Regions from separate parts of the Zea mays genome. Here region 1 is linked to region 2. The links are chromatin contacts, called in public Hi-C maps. All regions are on one chromosome and are shown on one strand. The core of a region is the stretch at or near the end of the contact, and the rest is flanking DNA. Distances in the headings are between cores, read along the strand shown.

Region 1 (4,857 bases), core at 634-3,133, 190 kb before region 2:
AAATAAGTTGATAAAGTGAGCTGCTAACTTTAGCTTCTTCATGGTGCGGTAACGTGAGCTAAAAATAGTCTATGCTGAGAAAAAAGACAGCATCGCCCCCTCACCCCACTCCCTCTCTCTCCATCTCGTATTAATTAGAGGTAGGGATGTCTTTCTATATAATATGCTAAACTTTAGCACTTATATCTACTAACATGTAGCCCGTACGAATGCTACGGTCTCGGAGAAGGGTTGACGACGGCGAAGGCGTGAGGAGTGAGGAGGTTGGCGGCGACGGTGTCAAATGGAGGGGTGATTTGAACTGTTAGTTTTGATAGTGTATTAAGTCTAGATGTAATTTATTTGATGGATTTAGTGGAGATTATAAATGTCGAGGTAATTAGATTGAGTGAATTTTGTAAAGTTTAAACTGGTGGATTATATAATGGTATAGAAACACTATCCAAATGCTAAATTTTGGTTCTCTATTTGAGAGTGCTAAACTTTAATTTAGCGCCATGCATGCTTTTAACACATGTGATCCAAACGTGTACTAAACCTGCCGTCATCTTGATGGACGATGATTTTTTCATGGAAAAATGCTGGTAGGGTATTTACAAATTACAAAGTTACTAAAATCGGCCAAAAAGAGAGACTTTTGTTCATGCTGTGCCAATCTCCGAATATGTGCAGTGCGCAAGAATGCGGAGTTGTGGACAGTTTCCATTTGGTGTCCGGCAAAGCGGGCAGAGCTGTTGGTTCGTCAGTCGATGACGAGCAAGTCGATCTTGTGTCCAAATGCAGTCGTGGATCACAAACCAACATAAAAAAAAAAAAACTTAGCAACCGGGAGGTGCCAGCGTTGTTAAAATCAGAGTCTAGCTCCAAGTCAGAGCTCATCCTGTTGAAAGAAAAATTCATCCTGTTTGCTTGGGCCGATAGATCACAGTTTTCCTGATGATCCAAAGATATTATCTATGCAGCTAGCTGGCAGTCGCGCGGCACAGAGAGACTCACGTACACCTCACGGGTCACGGTGTGTAGAACTCTGTGCACTCACAAACACAAGAAGCTTGGTCATCAAGTTCCCTAGCTAGCTAGCACCAAAGCAGATTTGGAAGAACGAACAGTTGCATTAGTACATCCATTTTGAATCACACGTGACAGCGGGAAGAAGGATCGTCCTGACTACCAACGGATGCAGAAAGTACAACAGTGAGATCCCATGGAGCATATTATTCGCGGGAAAAGAAGAGAGCAACAGGAAACAACGAAATCGATCGAAAGAGAAAACGGGGTCGAGTAGACAGCAACGCGGGAGGAGGACCGATATGATGCTTGAATTGCGTTGCGTGCCGACGACCTGCTTGTGCCAGCAAAGCCGAGGCTACTACTAGCATATCTTCTTGCAGAAGCACTTGCGCGTGGCGCCCTCCGCCTTACACTCGCCGCCGGGGAAGTTCTCGGTCTGGCACACGTTGGCGCAGTTGTTGCTGCTCATGCACAGGCCCTTGAACCGGTGGCTCTGCGACAGGCAGTGCCTCGCCTCCGCCACCTTGGTCGTCCCCAGCTCTGCACCGGCCGGCCACACTCAAATTAAGCATTACAACACCAAGCGCGTCGCATTACTGTGAACTTTACTTTGAAGGGTCACTCAAGCAGCACTGACGAGCAACGAGGAGTTGAGTCGGGCACCTGTGGCGACGAGGAGGAGCATGAGGACGAGGACGGGAGCCGCCATGCGTCGAGACAGCGCCATCACCCCCCTTGACCGTACCCTCGCTTGCTCTGAGCTTCGCTACGTAAGGCTACTCTCTGTACTCACTGGCTCGCCCCTGGGTGTCTTACCTTACGTCCTAACGACGAGGCTGGTGGACGCAGCACAGGAGCAGAAAGGGGGATGCAATGGATGGGAACCAGAGCCACGGTTTATATAGAGCGCTGGTATTGAGCCCAAGGGTTAGCTGATGTTTAATGCCCGGGTCGGGTGGCTGATTAGCGAGAACTAAACTGATTCCTCAACGCGTTCGACGGTTCGAGATTACTGCTAAGCAGGGCTGTGCAATCGTTCCATGCGACATACAGTAGAGTCCTGTGACTTTTTTCACGGGCCGGATTTTTCAGAATTCGCCCGCTGGATTCTAGCCGTTGTTAGCTAGCAGGACAGACAGGCACACCATGCAATGCACGCCGCTGCCTGCCTGCGTGCTGCCGCTCAGAAATGGGGCCTCGGTTCTGGTTGCAGCATGCGGCTCCCCTACGGTCCTGCCTGCGTAACGCTCTGCACGGCTTGCGTGGCTCCTGCCACGCATTTCTTGGCTCTTTGTGGGTGGATGCATTCATGCATGCATCATTCAGTGATCTGATCGGATCCGTCGGCAAGCAGATGTGCGCGCGCATCGGGGACAGAAACTCAGAGCTCTGTGCATGTGCAGTGACCATTTCCAACGATCTTTGGGCCACCTGGGCCTGTTTGATTGCCTGACAAGTGGTGCGGCCACACCCACGGCCTGCAACAACGCCTTTGTTTTCCCGGACTTCCACCGCAGCCCGGCCCGCACAGTGCTCAAAGCACCTATCAGTCAGGTCGTTCAAGAAACGAAATCCAACTTCCTTGTTTCGGGCCCGGCTGGATCGTGCGCTGGAGGCGTCAGCTCCCGCCCAATCTAGAGTTATTGATTTAGTTCAGAAGGAATGATTTAGTTCTTAATAACTATTATCCGAAAACTTTTTTTTGTATGTTCTTTCAGGAGGATATAACCCAGTTGCACAAGCGCTTCGATGACTGCAAGGAGCACATCATATAAGCACGTTGGCTTATAGAGACGGGAGGAATAATGTTCATCGCATCACATGGATGGCCTTATGTGTTTTGGAATGGCCAATAATCTAGAACTTTTTTTTGTTGCATTTGTAATAATTGTGGACAGTGGACTAATTCTTATCTAATGAGGAAGCGCGAAGCTGGAACTCCTTTCCATTGTTAAAAAAACCCCTCTGTTAAATAGTTTCTTACAGTGAGGTACTTCTATGTTGATTGTGTGGAGTGGGTCTTTGGAATAAATTACAAGACCAGGTGCTACAAAATAGTTTTTATTTCTTGATTCACTCTATGCAGCCACTTTGCGCATAGAGTTAATTCTAGAGAATTACAAAAAACATTTTAGCTAAAAAAACCTCTCAAAAGAACTAGCTTCTATATACAGTAAAAAAGTAAGGAGAGCTCCGTCAAACCAGCCCAAAAATGTATGAAATGAGATGTACTGCTATGCATGCGGCATGCCTCCTGCTGAGAAGACAAGAGATTAAAGGGGGGTTTGGTTCCAACTAACTTCTATAAAATTTAGTCTCTATCATATCGAATGTCTGAATGCTAATTACAGGTATTATATACGTGAAGGCTAAAAGATGAGACAAATTTATTAAACCTAATTAAGTTTGTATTTAATACTTAAAATTAATATTCAAACATTTGATATGACACAAACTAAATTTTAGTCAGGGAAACTAGACACCTTCTAGAGTAGGTGGTGAAGTATACGTACTGGGCCCTCGGAGAAGACAAGAGGCAGCGAAGAATATTATATGGTTAGGGCGTGTTTGGTTTCCCTAACTAAAGTTTAGTTCGTATACAATTATGAGTATTAAATATTGTGTAATCGCTAAACTAATTTAATACTTTTAACTATCATCTAAACATATGATGTGACAGGATAAAAATAGTTTATTGAATCGAAATACCCCCTTAATTACTCCCTCCAATATATAATGCGTAACCATATATGGTCAAAGACTAAGAAATATATTTAATTCTCTTTATATTACTGCATCGATGTGATGTACGTATGTATAGATGTATGTATAGATAGAACAAGATGTATTATGGTACAATAATAAAAAGTGATTACAGTCTTATATTATTGGACCAAGGAGCACAAGATACTAGAAAGCCTATCGACTCTCGTGGCCCGATTCTTGAGTTGGTAAAGCACTTGTACTGGGCCGATATAAATGGTACGCGACAGAAGGCCAAGAGCCCAAACCAAATCATCCCAATTTTTTTCTTCATGTTTTCGTTTATTAAATTAACTATTTTAATAGCCCTATATCTACATGTATCTCTAATATTAAATAAAATATTTTTTCCAATTATATCTACGTGTTTTCGTTACTGAATGATGCGTAGGTCGACGATCGATGTTTGACGTGACAGCAATACTAGTGCCATTCGGACTGTGCGAACCGACCAATCGATTCTGCTAGGCAGCTAGCGGCCGGGACAAGTAGCTGGGTAAATATCGGGCGGCAGACATGCATGCCACCCCCACTACACCGACCCTTTCGTTTCGCTAAATGCAGCTCTCGATCTGTCACAGTTGCAGCATCACTCAAGTCGTAGTTGTAGCTAGTTAGTGGCGCCGGCCTCTTTACCAGCTAGTTACCGCCACCACTGAAGAAACGGTGCATGCAGCACTCGTGTGTGTATTTTGGCCAGTAGATTATATATTGTCCACAAGCTGCCATGTTGGACTGCACTTTAGCTCTTTAAGTAGGTCGACCTCCGCTTCACCCCAGCCGGCCGGCCAGGTCTTCTTCTTGAGAGACAATTGCGGTACAAGTGTCTAGAAGGGCAAGCTAGCTAGTAGTACTACTTGAACAATTTACCTTTTTTTTTAATTGGCTAGCTAGCTAGCTATTCACCGTCTCTCGGCGTTCATGTGCCGGATCCTTTTGTCTACATAGGTTCTCCACTACATGCTGATCGTTCAAGCTATGTACTCTGCACGCAGACATATATTAGTCACACAAAATTAATGTGGCCGTATCCAAGCATGAGTACAAGTCCACCGAAACGAGGAGTCACGCAACGGCAAACCA
Region 2 (4,571 bases), core at 1,567-4,066:
GGGCTTACCAAACTGGGCCGTAAGCCCAACACCTACGAAGTTCCTCGTGAGGTTCTTTTCTTTACTTTCATAAGTTCATTCTTTTAAAGAAAGGACATGACTTTTTTTTTATTCCACTACTCAATAGATTGTGATCGGATAAAAACTCACGCAATTGTATTCCAAATTCTCCTTACATGATGCATTCCTACATACATATACAGAAAGCAAAGATATGTCACACTTTGGTCCGAAGTAGAAAACAGCAGCGAGCGAGCGGAGTCCTGGCCACACGGAAACAGAACAGGGCGTCATGTGGAGGAACAGAATCGGAACGGTGCCCAGCTCCTGGCGCGTCCGGGCGGAACTTAGGCGTTGCTCCGGTAGGACCCGAGCTTGGTGGCGCTGGCCCTCAGCACGTACTGGTGGTAGGCGGCGGCGATGGCGGCGCCAATCAGTGGGCCCACCCAGAAGATCCACTGCAAGAGGAATGCACAAACGATATTGTAAGTCAATATTGCTAATATTATCCTAAGCAGTTGGTTTACTTGCTTAATTGCTAAATATTATCTTGTAAAGATTTGTTTGATTATTGTGTTGCCAGACGCTCGGCTTGACCCAGCCAAGGTGTGCGACAGCAGGGCTGGCAGTAGTAAGCAGTTCACAAACAGGCGTTGGCATCTTTTAGGTGTCGGTAAGGTAGGTAAGTGAGGGTGTGGCAAGGGATGAGTTAGTATATATTGCCGTTAAGTGGGTGCATATGTCATCATTTAGTTAGTGGGTACTGATAGGTGGACGACGTACTTGGTCGTCCCAGGCCTTGTCCTTGTTGTAGATGACCGCGGCTCCCAGGCTCCTCGCCGGGTTGATGCCGGTGCCGGTGATGGGGATGGTGGCCAGGTGCACCATGAACACGGCGAACCCAATTGGGAGAGGAGCTAGCACCTGCATATATAGATCCAAGGAAAACAAAACTTAGTAAAAAATATTTATAGTTTTATTAGCTTGCCGACCAATCGCATCATCGCAATTTTCTTAACGGTGATCCACAACAGCATCACCATCCGAACAGCTACTGACAAAACGTATCGTTTTAAATGTGCCCAAGAAAAAAATATATATATGACAGGATTTTGAAATCGCGTGGTTCTCTAGCGCAGGCGCCCCCTAGCTAGCTAGCTAGAAAGGGATGTGTCACCAAGTCTGAAGGCAAAACAAGCAACCATTCGACCAGAAGTTTTCTTGGAATCTTGCACCCTTGCTGCACTTTTATATCCGCATGAAGTAGCCCAACAATCATTTGCGAATCGATGGCCACCAAACCTTCGCTGTAGAGGGCGCAGCGATTAAGACGGGGACAACTGAAGACACGGCTGCCTACAAGTCTTCCTATCGATCTGCTTATTGGCATATGCAGTACCGATTCATGCATGCGCCCGGGATCCGGCATCGAGATACATCTTCACATGCGCCTGATTTTGAGAGCTCTGCACACAGCTGGGATTTGGGACCATTTCTGTCGTATCACGTGCCCTGCACAGCTTTGCTATATGCTCCTTGCTACATTCAGTATGAACTAAGCAGTAGAAATTCAGACTCTACGTGTCTCCGAAATTCAGGCTCTACGTGTCTTTGAAAGGACAGATGAAGGTATGTTTGGTTTGTGGCTAAATGTGTCACACTTTGCATAAGGTTAGTCGTCCGAATTGAATACTAAACTTAGACAGAAAAATTAGGCAAAATGTATCAACTTAGGTAGCGAACCCAACATGCTTGAAGTCCTTTCTCAACTCACTTCATCCTCGTTTCTGCAGGCTCTACTTAACGACATCCGTTTCTGGCTTCTCAAACTCACTTCATCTGGTATAGTGGTCTTTAGCATCGACCATCGGCGAGTACTTATATTTGTCCACTAACAGTACGTAACAGTTCACTATCGTTCTACTAGTACTGTATTAATTATGAGCAGTGTAGCGTAATCGAATTAGCTGTGTGTGTATTATGTGCTCACCGGAACGTGGGAGTCACGGGCACTGCGCTTGGGGTCGGTGGCGGAGAAGACGGTGTAGACGAGCACGAACGTGCCGATGATCTCGGCGGCGAGGCCGGTGCCCTTGGAGTAGCCGTCGCTGAGCTCGTTGGCGCCGCCGCCGTAGCGCACGTAGTAGGCGCTCTGGAAGCCCTTGACGAGGCCCACGCCGCAGATGGCGCCCAGGCACTGCGCGATGATGTAGAGCAGCGCGCGGACGAGGGACACCTTCCTGGCCAGGAACAGGCCGAAGGTCACGGCCGGGTTGATGTGCCCACCTGCACGCGCATGCATCTACGTGTCAGTGACACACACTGACATGACATAAATAAACACGCAGACGCGCACACGCTGCGTGCAACGGCGGCGAGCGGCCACCGCGCGCACCGTACGTCCGTATACCTGAGATGCCGGCGGTGCAGTAGACGAGGATGAAGATCATGCCGCCGAAGGCCCAAGCGATGCCGAGGATGCCGACGCCGCCGCACGCCGCGTCGGGGCCCGACGCCGACGCGTCCGTCTGGTGCTTGTACCCGATCACGGTGGCCACGGTGATGTAGAGGAAGAGCAGCGTGGCGATGAACTCGGCGATGACCGCGCGGTACAGTGACCACTGGGTGAGCTCCTCCGCGTCGATCAGCGGCGCCGGCGGAGGGTCGGTGTAGTCCTTGGCCGAGAACTCGCCCGCCTCGGGCCCCGATGCCTCGATGTCCTTCGCCATGTCAGTCAGACCAGCTGCTGTTGGCTGTAGCTCAGCTAGCTCTGGTCAGGCAGGCTCTGCGCTTCGCTTGCTTGCGGTTGCGGTGTGAGGCCGGAGATGGGAAAGCCGATGTGTGTGTGTGTATATATATGGGCCGCGGGAGGACGCCTTGATATGGTTTATTTGCTTAGCGGCCGCTTGATTACAAAATACTAATTTAGCAAGGGGTAAGGGTTTTAGCTTCTGGTTAGAGGTTTTTATGCATATAATTTGCCGCCCACAACCGACTAAACCCCTCATCATCATGTCACGCAAGAGCAGAACTGGTGGTCAGTGGTCAGTCGGAGGGTTATTCTATATGGTCGGTGTGAAAAACAAAAGATTGAGCTGTTTGGTTCTAACGGATATATAATATATAATACATAACGCTAAATCGTATTTATTTAAGTTTAACATAATTAGATACTACACTAAAAACGGATATCAGTTTATTCAAACTTATTATCGCTGAGCGTGAATGATTACAGTTGCTATTTATATTACAGTTTGTGAACAAACACAAAACCGCTAGCTACTTCCAGTTACTGGTCCCGTTTGTTTTAGATTATAATCTCTCTAGATTATATAATCTAGCGCAAATAATCTATTAGGTAAACAAATAACTAGATTATGAATTTAGATTATATAATCTAAACCTAGATTATGATAATCTCATAATCTCCTCAAGAGTAGCTTATTTGAGATTATTTTGACAAAAAACCCACTATCCATAGTTATGTAAATAGAAATTACAATATATATCATCATTCTTTTCTCACCTTAAATAAACAAACAAGGATATTGTTGTTTTTATGAATAATCTACATTTGTATAATTTAAACTACCAAACAACTACATCTAGATTATAATATATCTAGATTATAATCTGAATTATATAATTTAGATTATAATCCAGATTATATAATATATAAGCTGAAACAAACATGCCGTTAGTTGTGGGGCGGTACATGGCCGTAAACTGTGGCTAGCAACTTGTCCAGAGGATTAGGTGGATCAGAGGATTAATTAGGTCTTGTTCGTTTGTGTCGGATTGATGGATCGGAACGATTCCTAACCGAATTGCTTATCTAATTTGTATAAATTTTGATTAGCTGGAACGGTTCCGGGTGCAATCCGACAGAAACGAACAAGCCCTTAGGTGGATCAGACGAAACTATGCAAGCGAAGCACAAGTCATGAACAGATGACCTATTGTGAAGATGACCACAATCATACGTGCAGCTACAGACAAATGAATCCAATGATATGGCCGAGTGCACGCTGTGGAGTTGCGACGCATGCGCTGTCAGCACGGCTGTCCTCGTCTTTAGCGACTGTCAGGACTTCTTTCTTTAACTCTTCGAAACAAAAACTTATCACAAGTTTCGAAATAATTCAAGCCACCATGCTTGCTGGCATGCTTCCTCGACATACGTATTTCCAGCTGCCAACAATTGCCAGTCGGAAAAAAAATGATGAGGCACACATTTGGCATGGACACTATTCATTCGCTGCATTATCCTCTCAAAAAGAAAATTCGTAGTAGTACTGATCCGCCAATTGAGATGCTCGGAAACTTGATTGGCGATAATAACAAACAAGAACAGCGAATATAATCATTGCTTTGCATTGCATTGCATCACGCACGGACGAACAGCGGGCCCTACTACTAGCTACCCTACAAATTGAGATTCTTGTCGCAGGCTGGATTAGTTGCGACGTACAACCTGTTTGAGCGTGACAGCATTAGCTGTCCTCCTCGCCCCTTTCTCAAGGAAAACTCCGGAGACTTCTAGCATGGAACGCAGTTATGTAAGGCCTTGT

Evidence for each region. A called contact is a pair of places that touch in the nucleus more often than the background predicts.
Region 1: a contact with region 2 is called in a Hi-C map of ear, with 2.6 times the contacts expected there. The contact joins the promoter of LOC100280611 here to the promoter of LOC541890 in region 2. A contact is called at or near these places in 4 of 25 Hi-C or Micro-C datasets (bundle sheath, ear, endosperm and 1 more).

The regions. Positions count from the first base shown.
Region 1 is chr5:191,009,765-191,014,621 of Zm-B73-REFERENCE-NAM-5.0, reverse strand. LOC100280611 reads right to left here and starts at 1,883. Exons shown (of 2, transcript NM_001153529.1): 1 at 1,675-1,883; 2 at 1,053-1,551. The coding sequence starts at 1,738. The coding sequence ends at 1,373.
Region 2 is chr5:190,824,690-190,829,260 of Zm-B73-REFERENCE-NAM-5.0, reverse strand. It overlaps LOC541890 (plasma membrane intrinsic protein 2), which reads right to left and starts at 2,816. Exons shown (of 4, transcript NM_001111556.1): 1 at 2,411-2,816; 2 at 1,991-2,286; 3 at 784-924; 4 at 131-458. The coding sequence starts at 2,729. The coding sequence ends at 348.